3 separate regions of the Mus musculus genome follow, and regions 2 and 3 are each linked to region 1. A link is a contact called in public HiChIP or PLAC-seq and promoter capture Hi-C data. All regions are on one chromosome and are shown on one strand. Each heading gives the region's core, a stretch centred on a gene start, on an enhancer-like site or on the middle of the called end of the contact. The rest is flanking DNA. Distances are from core to core; before and after follow the strand shown. Region 1 holds the start of Susd4 (sushi domain containing 4). Region 2 overlaps Disp1 (dispatched RND transporter family member 1). Region 3 overlaps Disp1 (dispatched RND transporter family member 1).

Region 1 (3,270 bases), core at 559-3,058:
GAGGATCCGGAACAGGCAGGAATGATGGACGGTGGTGCACAAGGAAGAAAGGGGGAGACTTAAGGGGGAGAAATTCAGACCGGAACTCCATCTGTCTTCCTTGACCACAACCAAAAGATAGCCCTCTCGCTTGGAATCAAGCATATTATAGATTAGCCGCCTTACAGGGACTGGGGCTATCAATTTGGTTTCAGAACTTCCACTTCACAGAAGAGTCCTTGACTTAATCCCCACCGTAATTCAGACCTCGCTAAGCAGTCTTCCAGAAACATACCTGAAGGGAACTCTGCAGCCCTTCCCCACCCCCAACAGTCACAGACATGCCTCAGCACACCACCTCCAAGAAAGAGAAAGTTAACTTTCAAATAAACCTGTCCTTCAACTGGTCTGACCATGTTTTCAGACCCTTCACATTCTTCAAGACGGTTTATTCTAAAGTAGTTCAAATCCAGAAGCCCAAACCTGACCTGTGTGTGAAGGGCAAAGATCAAGGGTCGAAGGGCTACAAATACACTGCTTCCCCCCACCCCCACCCCCACACACTCCTTTGATCCTCTTTTTCCTCTGGGCCAAAATGGGAAAATGTGCCAGGCTTCTTATCCTTCCTTCAGAAAAGCCCAATTGGGCTGCCGGTGGGTGTGCGAACCTACACCGGTTCCACACAATTTTCTGTGAACTCCAGGGGTTTTGCAGAAGGCTGGGACACAGGGACTCTATTTCTCAGGCACCCCTAAAGTCTGCACGTATGCAGAAGGCGCAGTGCTGTCCGGTCGGTACAGTCTCCCCTCCCTGCTGGGCCATTCAAAGCTCCCCCCACCACAGCGGGGTCACTCACCACCCGTGAGCTGTGCAGGGCCAAAGCACAGCGCCAGTTGAAACCACAGGATCACGGCCAAGAGTCTCTGGGGGGACTGAGGCTGCTGTTGCTGCAGCTGCTGCTCTAGAAATCCATCTCCATTGCTCGGGTTCATTCCATGATACATCTTTCATCCACAGAGGGCATCCAGCTTGCGAGAGTCTGCAACCAGGAGCGGAACACGACAATACCCCGGGGTTGCCCGGGCTCTGGGGCCAAGCTCTCCCTCCTCCACCCTGGGGGCCCGGTGCCTGGGCTTTGCGGGCTCCATCCCATCCCATCCCTGTTCGCCCCTGCGCAGCCCCCGCCCCCTTTCCCACAGCGAGATCCTCCCTGCCACCCCCCATGCAGGGTCCAGAGAGTAGCAGCCACCATGGGATACTGCGCGTGCGGGAGGGATGGAGGAGGGGAGAGAGGACAGGGGTTAGTGCACACTGGCTCTGTGCTGGTCCCCGGGATTCAGCGGCTCTGATCATGACAGGAAAGTCTAAAGCCTTATAGCATCAAGCGGCTGAGAAAACACTTTTCCCCGGGCCTGTACATTTCACTCTGAGGAATCTCACAATGTGCCCCCTGCTGCCCCTGGATACTTCTCTGCTTTTCCAAGGATTGGGAGGCTCCTATTGCCCCAGTCCCTTATGAAATCTGAGCTGTTATTTTTATTTTAAAAATTCCTCCCTTAGGGGAGCTGAGCCAGGAGCCAACTCGCCCAGCCCGGCCTGCGCACGCCTCCCCGGGGCAGGCAAGCCCCTTCCGGGCTCCGGCTCTTACCTGTGGGTCTCATGCATGCAGCTTCCTTCCCTCCTCCGCCTCCTCCCCCCGCCAGTCTAACCCGCATCTGTGCGCGACCTCTGCTGCCGCCTCTGCGCGAGCAAGCAAGCGAGCGAGCGAGCAAGACAGAGGAGCGAGCGAGCGAGCGAGACGGAAGCCTCGGCGGCTGCCGGGCTACACCGCCCCCGCCCGTCCCGCCGCGCGCTCCCTCCCCGGGCTCCCCCGAGTGGCCGGGGGCGGGGGTGACGAGGGCCACGGCTGCCGGGCTGCGCGCGCCCGCTACCTGAGCTCGGGAGCGCGCGGCGGCGGCGCGGAGAGGGGGAGGAAGGGACGAGGCCCGGGCGCGCGCGGGAAGGGCAGGGGCGCGCGGGCCTGCACGCGCCTCGGCGGGTCCCAGCCAGCGCCGGTAGCAGGGGTAAGGGGATGGCGTGGGCGGAGGAGGACGCCGTGGCCAATGGGAAGCCGGCGCGCCTGCACCTGTCGGGCACGAGTCGCCAGGCGGCGGCACACACGCACACGCATTCACACACGCGCATACGCGTATGCACGCACACATACCCAGGCACACGCACGCGCACACACCGCAGGTCTGCGCCGCGATCCTTCACCAGTGGCCTCTGGAGCCCTTAGCCCCGTGTGTGCCACCAGAGGCTGTGACCTCGAAGGTGGAGGTGGACAGGATGATCCCACCCAGGACCATCACCGATGACAGGGTTAACTTGAATGGGGCGGTGTAAGCACAACCCTTGCTGCTAAAACCTCAAGTTCTTGGTGACCCCGAACATCTCCACGGGTGTGAGCTTCCCCTAGAGCCCAGTGGACAGCCCGAGGAGGCTGGGTCTCTGTCTCCCGTCCCTTGCACCGTCGGCATTTTCCCTCTTGGCTGCCTTGGAGATAGACGCAAGCATCTCTCGGAGCTTTCTCTTGAGAGGCTCTCCCTCAGGGAGACAAGTGACCGGGCAGTGAGATGATGGGTGCCAATGCGGGAAAGCTGGATATCACCGGAAGCTTATTTCCTTTGGGTAAGAACCCGAAAGGATCAGGGGTCCCCAGGAAAGAACGTTCCCCTGGTCAGCGGTCCCTTCCTGGTGTCTTAAGTTCAGCCTGCTGCTAGCTCTGTTCTCCCAACCTTTGCTGTTCCCCAGCAAGCTAGACCTCCCTCTGAGGTCTGGGCCGGCTCCTAGGGTACTTGTGTGAGCCTTGGTGATTAAGGGGTGTGCCTTAATGAGGTAGGGCCGGCAGGCAGTATTTTTGAACCACTGGATCCCCATTATTCTGTAGCAATTTGTGGATATGAAAAACCATGTTTCTGATACAGCCACCAAATCATCTCGTCCTTCTATCGACTTTCCCAAAATCTCACATACTGAAGGTAGTTTGGAAATTACAGCTTTTACCGTGTTGGCTTTTACTGCGAGTAATTTTAACAAATTCTTGCAGGAGAAATTAGCTTTTAGTAGATAAATCTAGTTCAATGTTGTTGATTTTTTTTTTCGATTTGTAAAATTGAGATGTCAGCTTTGCACGGAGTAAGTTGAACAGTTTTGGTTATCACAAATGCATTTCTGCTAAAGCCTGAACTCTGAAGCCCAAAGCATTACTTGGGCATTTTTCTGTGTTTCCAAGGTCCTAAGATTGTTCGC
Region 2 (3,270 bases), core at 397-2,896, 430 kb before region 1:
GGGAGATGTCAGGGCGGCGCTGTGCCCTCCACTGCTACTGCTAAAGCACATTAACAAGGTTTATTTATTTTCTTGTTTATTGTTTTTATGTGTATGTGTGCATGCTTGTGTGAGTTTATGTGTACTGTGTGTGTGCAGGCCTGCGGAGGCCGGAAGAGGGTGTCGGAACCCCTGGAACTGGGGTTGTAGCTGATAGCAACTGCTTTTTATATTAGTGATCAAAAACATGGGATAGTGGCAGAGTTTTGTACATATTGTATTTTTAAAGGTGTATACCATGGTAACATAGAACAGCATGTTTGCTTTAAAGGATTTTTAGTCTCTCTCTTTGTATCTAATAGTAGCATGATAAACCTCTTTGATTCTAACTAGTTAGGGAATCTGTGCAGATCTAAGGTCAACACAAACAGAAATGCAGCTTCACCACTGCACACACTGCATCCCAGCCACACTGACAAAGCAGAGCCAAGGGGAAGGGCGTGAAGACAGGCAGCGGTGCTCTGTCACTAGGTCACTTGTAACTGTGTGGGAACCTGAGGTGATGGACACTGCTCATCAAGTCTCTATAAATTTTGAGCTTTCATTTTAAGAATCAAATATTTGCACTATTTATTTTACTAAGTCATTTTTAAATAGCTTGGTCAGTCTTTATCCCCATCCCCAAACTGTGGGCTGAATTTAGAGCCTCCTGTGTGCCAGGCAGGTACCCTACCCTGAGCCACACCCCTTCCCACCTCGACTGTGGAAAACATCTCGAGACAGGCTCTTGCCCTGTTGCTCAGGCTGGGCTTGACTTTGTTCTGCAGCCCACAGAGCCCTGGAGCTCTATCTTCCCGTTTAGATTTCTGTGTAGATAGAATTACAGGCCTGTGTTGTTTTATGTGGTACATCTTACAAACTCTTAGTTATCTGTGCCCCGAGCCTAGAATGAAACATGGAGATGAGCCACCCCTGAGCAGTGTTAGCAGCGCAAGCAAGAGCTGAAGACTATTCGCACAGGAGTGAGTGAGCAGTGACTGGTGACACACAAAGCATCCACACCCCGGGGCTTTGAAAAGTCCGCATTAAAGGCTCCAAAGGGTAAAATCAAAACGGCCATCCCAAGACAAGAAGGAGACGAATGAAAGATGACGAAGAAACAGATGGCGCTGACAGTCATGGCTGCCCCACCTGGCATGGGGGTGAGGGCACAGGAGGCGTAGCCGGTCTAGTCAGCACGGAGTGGGGAAGCGTAGCAAGACTCGACAGAGGAGTCACTCCATTACCGTCTCCTACGGGTCCATCACAGTTCTTGCCACTTGGACGGATCCTGACGCATTGGTATCAATTCTCCTGCCCTACGTGAACTGATTTCGGAGAGGGAAGAGTTAAGCCTAGTGACCTCACCTAAGCTTTATTATAGTAATGGGGGAATCAGGGTGAAGGGAGAGTTCCTTGTGCAACAAGTGAAAGAAAGGAGGCTTTCAAGTGCAGCCTAGAAGGTGGGCGTTTGGTGGTGTTTTTTTTTTTTTTTTTTTTTTTTTTTTTTTAAGAAAAAATATGGCTAATTGAGCAGGCTTTTTGAATTAAACCTTCTTATGCTTGATTGCACACTGAAGTATTGACTCTTTGGAGTGTATCTGTATCAGTGCTGGCTAATCTGCCTTTCGTTATGCAATGGGCAGCCGATCCAGCTTTCATTTTAAGACAGTCCTCGGTGCACTTGACCACTAAAACACATTCCAGCATTTGCTGTTCATTAGTGTCGTGACCGAAACAAAAATACTTTAATGCTTGATCCCAGAGTAGTTTGAAGTTAGTATAACTTTGCTCAGAAGGTATTTAAGCTTTAGTATCAGTTTCAAATAGGCCATGAGCCAACTTTCCAAGCTGTTTCTGAGTAAGACTGAGTTTTTCTGAATATAAAAAAATACATGATATGGCACTGTGCCATGTGGAGGGAACAGAATGGAACAATTACCCCAGGATTTGTACTGATAATTGTCATTCCAAGTGAGTCCTCTAAGATACTGTGAAGTGGGTAGAGGAACTCTGTCAACAGTTTGCTAAAATTTAGTTTTCAGTCATGAAGGATGAACTTTGAATATAAAAAGAGGACTGGGTTTGAACAGTAATTGAAGTTTCAACCCACTCTGTGAACTGATGCAGGACAGCAGTATCCAGAGATAGCACGGCAGAGTAGAGGGTAGCAGTGTAGACACAGCACACTAGAGCAGAGAGGGTGACAGTGTAGACACAGAACATGCTGGGTGGAGGCCGTATGAGGGTAGGAGGTAGGAAGCACATGGCTCCCGGGTCGGGGTCAGCTGTGACCAGGTTTGCAATATAGAGAGACTGTTTCTGGCTGATGGAGGATAGTTGTGCCTTCAGGCTGTTAGTTAGTTCATGTGGTCTCAGTAGAGTCACTACTCAGAGGCTGTTAGGACACAGGCAGACCTACAGTGGAAAGACACTTTGCTGTGACTAATTCTGTGTGTTATTACATACTCTCCATTAGGATTTTTATGGCTTATGCATACTGTTTGAATTTTGTAGCTGTATGAAAGCACAGCATTTTAAGAACTCTATGAACGGAGTTTTCGTGACTCTACTGCATTCGCTCTTTATCTGGAGATGCAGGCTTCCCATGACCTGCATGAAAGTCAGGCCTTACATCCGTATTTCTATCCGCCCTCAAGTTGTCCCAGACATGGCAGGTAAAATTAACCCTTTCTGCCAACTTCTGTGTTCTTTTGATCCATCCTCATGACATGTGAGCACTTTCTCACATTCTGTGATGAGAAGATACTCTAGTTTCATCCAGCACATTCCAGCCTTAACTAACTCTGAGCTTAGCTGATTTGCTAAAATTGTTAGCTAAGTAAAACTGTGTCCGTGACTTTCAAGTTCCATGGACCGACCGGCAAGACTTGAAGAAAGCAATGTTGTAGGTCCCTGTGTAGCACATGTGCCCACATTTGTCTCTTCTTTTTATTCATTCCAACGCTGACAATGAGTAATACATCCTCCCGACACTGATTGGAGTGTCAGCCCCACTGTATGCCCTGCTCTGCTTCCATATTCTGTTCCTTCCACTGGGTATCTGGAAGTGAGGCAGAACAGAATTTACTTCAGTGGTCAGTTACAGTGGTAAGCAAGAGTTGTGTATAAAATGATATGGTGCCCACCTGGAAGGATTAAGTCAACACATTTACCATTTCTACATTCTCAAAGTACACGCCTCAGTTTTTAAAGCATGGAGAGTAAATCTGAACGGCTGCTGAGGAGCCA
Region 3 (3,270 bases), core at 466-2,965, 330 kb before region 1:
ATTTTGTGCCAGTTCTCAGCAGCAGTGCAAGTTCAAGGTCAAACATTCTCTGCCTCTTAAATCAGAGATTACAAAAACCGAATTCTGATTATTTCTACAATTAGGCTGGTTGTTCTTGTTTTTCCTCTCAAAGTACTATTATTATACATTGCTCAACCAGCTCGTGTTGACGTCTTAGTAAGAACAATGGCAAATTCAGGATGTAAGTCTAGTTTTCTTTCTAGTAGTCCCCACCGATAGCTATCTGGGCAGTAAACTCCGGCTTGACTAAAGCCTCGTGAGCTCCAGGGGACTGGCATACGTGTTTCTTCCTCAGGGCTGATTTCCTATCCAAGCACAGTCTGCATATGACAGTAGCTCTTTGGTGAACGTAAGTGTTTGCTAAGGACAACTGAATGATCATGAATAAAGCCATTTATAAAGGTCATCATACATGTGTCAGTTGATTTGCTAACAAAATTAGGCACTTTAGGTAAAGTTAACCTACTTTATCTCCTTTGATACATTCTAAACCTTTTAAGTAACCCAGACAAGCCTTCTCTTAGAGCACCTGCCTCCGTTCCATTCTCAGGATTATTTGACATAGGTCTTGTCATGGTTTACACGGGGTTTACCCGAGGAAGTAGGCCCAGGGACATTATCTTAGGCTTGCATTTGGTCACAGCCAGGTCGGAGTTAAAGACCCGACCCCCCACAGCATACACCTCCTTGTTCACAGTGTCTGTGTTGGTGGTACCCACACTCACATTCTCTCTCTGACTCTGGGGTAAAAGGGTAGCAGCGAGGGCAGTTACCAAGGGCAGTGAGCCTGTGGTCCTGGCATGCAGTGCTCCCGCCTCTCCTGGGGAGCTTTGATTCAGTTAGCTCTGTAGTCAGCTGCTAGAGAAACCACCCTTCTGGTCCTTTTTGATATTCTCTAGTGTGCCGTTCTAATATTTCTCGTGCCATTATAGGAAAGAAGAAATACCTTCAGTTAATTTTCTGCTGGTATCTTACGGCCTTTTCTTCCTAATTATAACGTGATCAGAAACAGGTTTGTTAGATTCTTACCACAAGGTCGTCATGCATTGAGTAGGTACAGGCTTTGAGGTAAAGTGACACACACACACACGTTCTCCTGAAACTTATCAAAGAAAAGATTTCCCTGCTCCTAACAAATTGTCTGTGTAGTTTCTTGTTTGAATTGTTTGTGAGTTCCAACTCTAGTCAAATAAATAACTGATAAACATTTTTCTTTTCGTCTTCCCAGGTGATGGATACTCCAGAGTAGTGTTTGCTTCAGCAGGAGGGGAGACTCTGTGGAATTTACCTGCAATTAAGTCGATGTGTGATGTGGATAATTCCAGGGTATGTAAAACACAGCTGAAATCAATTCAGCACAATAAAGTCATGTTACGGAACATCTGCCTCTGCCTTGCTGTCTGACCAATGAAAGCCAACGGGGCTTTCCGCTGTGGAGCAGGCCCCAGCAGGCCGGTGTGCTGTCGGGATCCCAGCGTCAGAGTCCTGTGTTTCCCCGTCTTTAGAAACACACTGCCTTCTTTAATAAAGAGCCCTCTCCTTTGCTGCTCATATCCTCTCGCTATGCTAGTCTTCTGTTATTTCACAGCGGGTTCTTTTCAGGATAATAGTGAAGGCTCTCTGTCTTCTCCTACTGGATCTTCTTAATTCAGTGTCTCTGCTCTGCACACTGCCCTCCCCTCGTCATATCTGCCCCTGCCCTCATCACACTGCCCCTCTCCTTTTCACATCACCCCTCCCCTCACCACATAGCTCCTCCCCTCGTCACACCGCCCCTCCCCTCGTTACTTGTCATCATTGTCACTGTGCAGTTAAAGACATACATGCCTCTCTTGCAGTCAGTGATTACTCCAGCCAGTGATTTCAAAGGAGAATTTGGGAAGCAGTCTAGGAAAGGGTGGAGAGGTGGGGGATGGGGGCATCAAAAGACCTTAGTGCAGTGCCTGTCTCAATGAGCTCTACTCCAAACCAGCTTCCTCCAGCTCTAACCACCTTGCTGCTTTGGAAGACACTAGATCCAGGAGGACAAGCACTTCCTGTGAAGCCAGCCAGCTCTGCGGCCAGAGACTGTCCCCACCCTCTATGCTTTGTGCTTCTGTGCTGAAGACTGTCCCCCACCCCTGGTTTTGTGTCTGACTTGCTGCCCTTGCCATTCTCTACCTGAATGGCCGTTAAAGAGTCCACGCGGCCTGGAATAAGTTTGATTCAGCTTATTCTCTTAGTATGTGTTAGACGCTAAGACTTCAAAAGCAGCCCTGTGCCTTTCAGCTGTGAAAGCAGTGTAGTCAGGGCTTCCTCTGTGTGCATGTGTCAGGTGATCCGTGAGAGGTAGCTTACACAGAAGGGACACCTAAGCAAGAACAGGTGTCAGGGCTTCATCTGTGTGTGTCAGGTGATCCGTGTGAGGCGTGTGAGGTAGCTTACACGGAAGGGACACCTAAGCAAGAACAGACTGAAGGAATATAGAAAGGGGAAATACTGGGAGGGAAAATGAAAGTGAGGAGAGACTTGCCCTCAATTAAGCAAAGCCTGCGGGGAGCTGTAAGTGACCTCCCGGTCACCAGACAACAGAATCCCTTCCAGTGGCATTTTTTCCGCCCAAGCCACCAAGGGGTAATAAGTTAGGAGAGGAACAAGTATGTGTTTTGGAAACTGGAACTCACGAATGTGGAAGCCAGAGGATAGCCTCAGCTATCCGTTCCTCACAGTGGGCTGGGACTCGCTGAGTAGACTCAGAGGATAGCCTCGGCTATCGTTCCTCACAGAGGGCTGGGACTCGCTGAGTAGACTAGATTGTCTGCCAGCACACACAGGGATCTACATGTCACTGTGTCCCCAGCACTGAAATTAAATGCACATGCCAGCATGCCTGCCTGGGTTTGCTGTGATTTGTGATCATGGGTTCTGGGATTCGAACTCCGGTCCTCATGCTGACATAGCAAGCACTCTACAGACTGAGGCGTCTCCCACCTCCTCTCTCATCCTCTTGGTAAAAAAAGTATGATGTTATGTGCAAAGTTCCTTTTTTAATCTCCACGTGTGTGTGTTTGTGTGTGTCCGCGCACACCTGGGTACACCTATCCCAGCACACATGTGGAGACAAGAGGAAACTTGCAGGAGCCAGTTCTCTCCTTCCATGTGGGTCCTGGGGATTGAACTCAAGTCCTCAAGGCTGGCCACAGGCACCTTTACCCACCAAGCCATCTCACCAGCCCAGTTCTTAAGAGCATGTTTACAAAGTGAGAGTTT

Evidence for each region. Promoter capture Hi-C pulls out the DNA fragments that hold promoters and counts their contacts. HiChIP or PLAC-seq counts read pairs in DNA pulled down with a chosen protein or histone mark.
Region 2: a contact with region 1 is called in a promoter capture Hi-C map of neutrophils, with 8 times the contacts expected there. The contact joins the enhancer-like site here to the promoter of Susd4 in region 1. A contact is called at or near these places in 4 of 39 promoter capture datasets (cranial neural crest, embryonic stem cells, maxillary cranial neural crest and 1 more) and 3 of 115 datasets of contacts at active chromatin or transcription factors (embryonic midbrain, embryonic stem cells and neural tube).
Region 3: an H3K4me3 HiChIP or PLAC-seq map of embryonic forebrain shows a contact between it and region 1, with 2.7 times the contacts expected there. The contact joins the enhancer-like site here to the promoter of Susd4 in region 1. A contact is called at or near these places in 4 of 39 promoter capture datasets (the 3T3-L1 cell line, 3T3-L1-derived adipocytes, the C10 cell line and 1 more) and 3 of 115 datasets of contacts at active chromatin or transcription factors (embryonic forebrain and embryonic stem cells).

Annotation. Positions count from the first base shown.
Region 1 is chr1:182,762,754-182,766,023 of GRCm38.p6, reverse strand. Susd4 (sushi domain containing 4) reads right to left here and starts at 1,808. Exons shown (of 9, transcript NM_001356461.1): 1 at 1,628-1,808; 2 at 836-1,018. The coding sequence starts at 983.
Region 2 is chr1:183,192,862-183,196,131 of GRCm38.p6, reverse strand. The region is part of intron 2 of Disp1 (dispatched RND transporter family member 1); the gene reads left to right. Among named protein-coding and RNA genes, the nearest start is that of Disp1, 27 kb to the left of the region's middle. Within about 2 kb of position 1,646, at least 28 of the 459 cell types and tissues checked have an H3K27ac peak or open chromatin away from gene starts, as enhancers often do.
Region 3 is chr1:183,094,321-183,097,590 of GRCm38.p6, reverse strand. Disp1 (dispatched RND transporter family member 1) reads left to right here. Exons shown (of 10, transcript NM_026866.3): 9 at 1,250-1,347. Among named protein-coding and RNA genes, the nearest start is that of Gm33747, 30 kb to the right of the region's middle. Within about 2 kb of position 1,715, at least 14 of the 459 cell types and tissues checked have an H3K27ac peak or open chromatin away from gene starts, as enhancers often do. A contact at or near this core is called in embryonic forebrain, where this site is marked.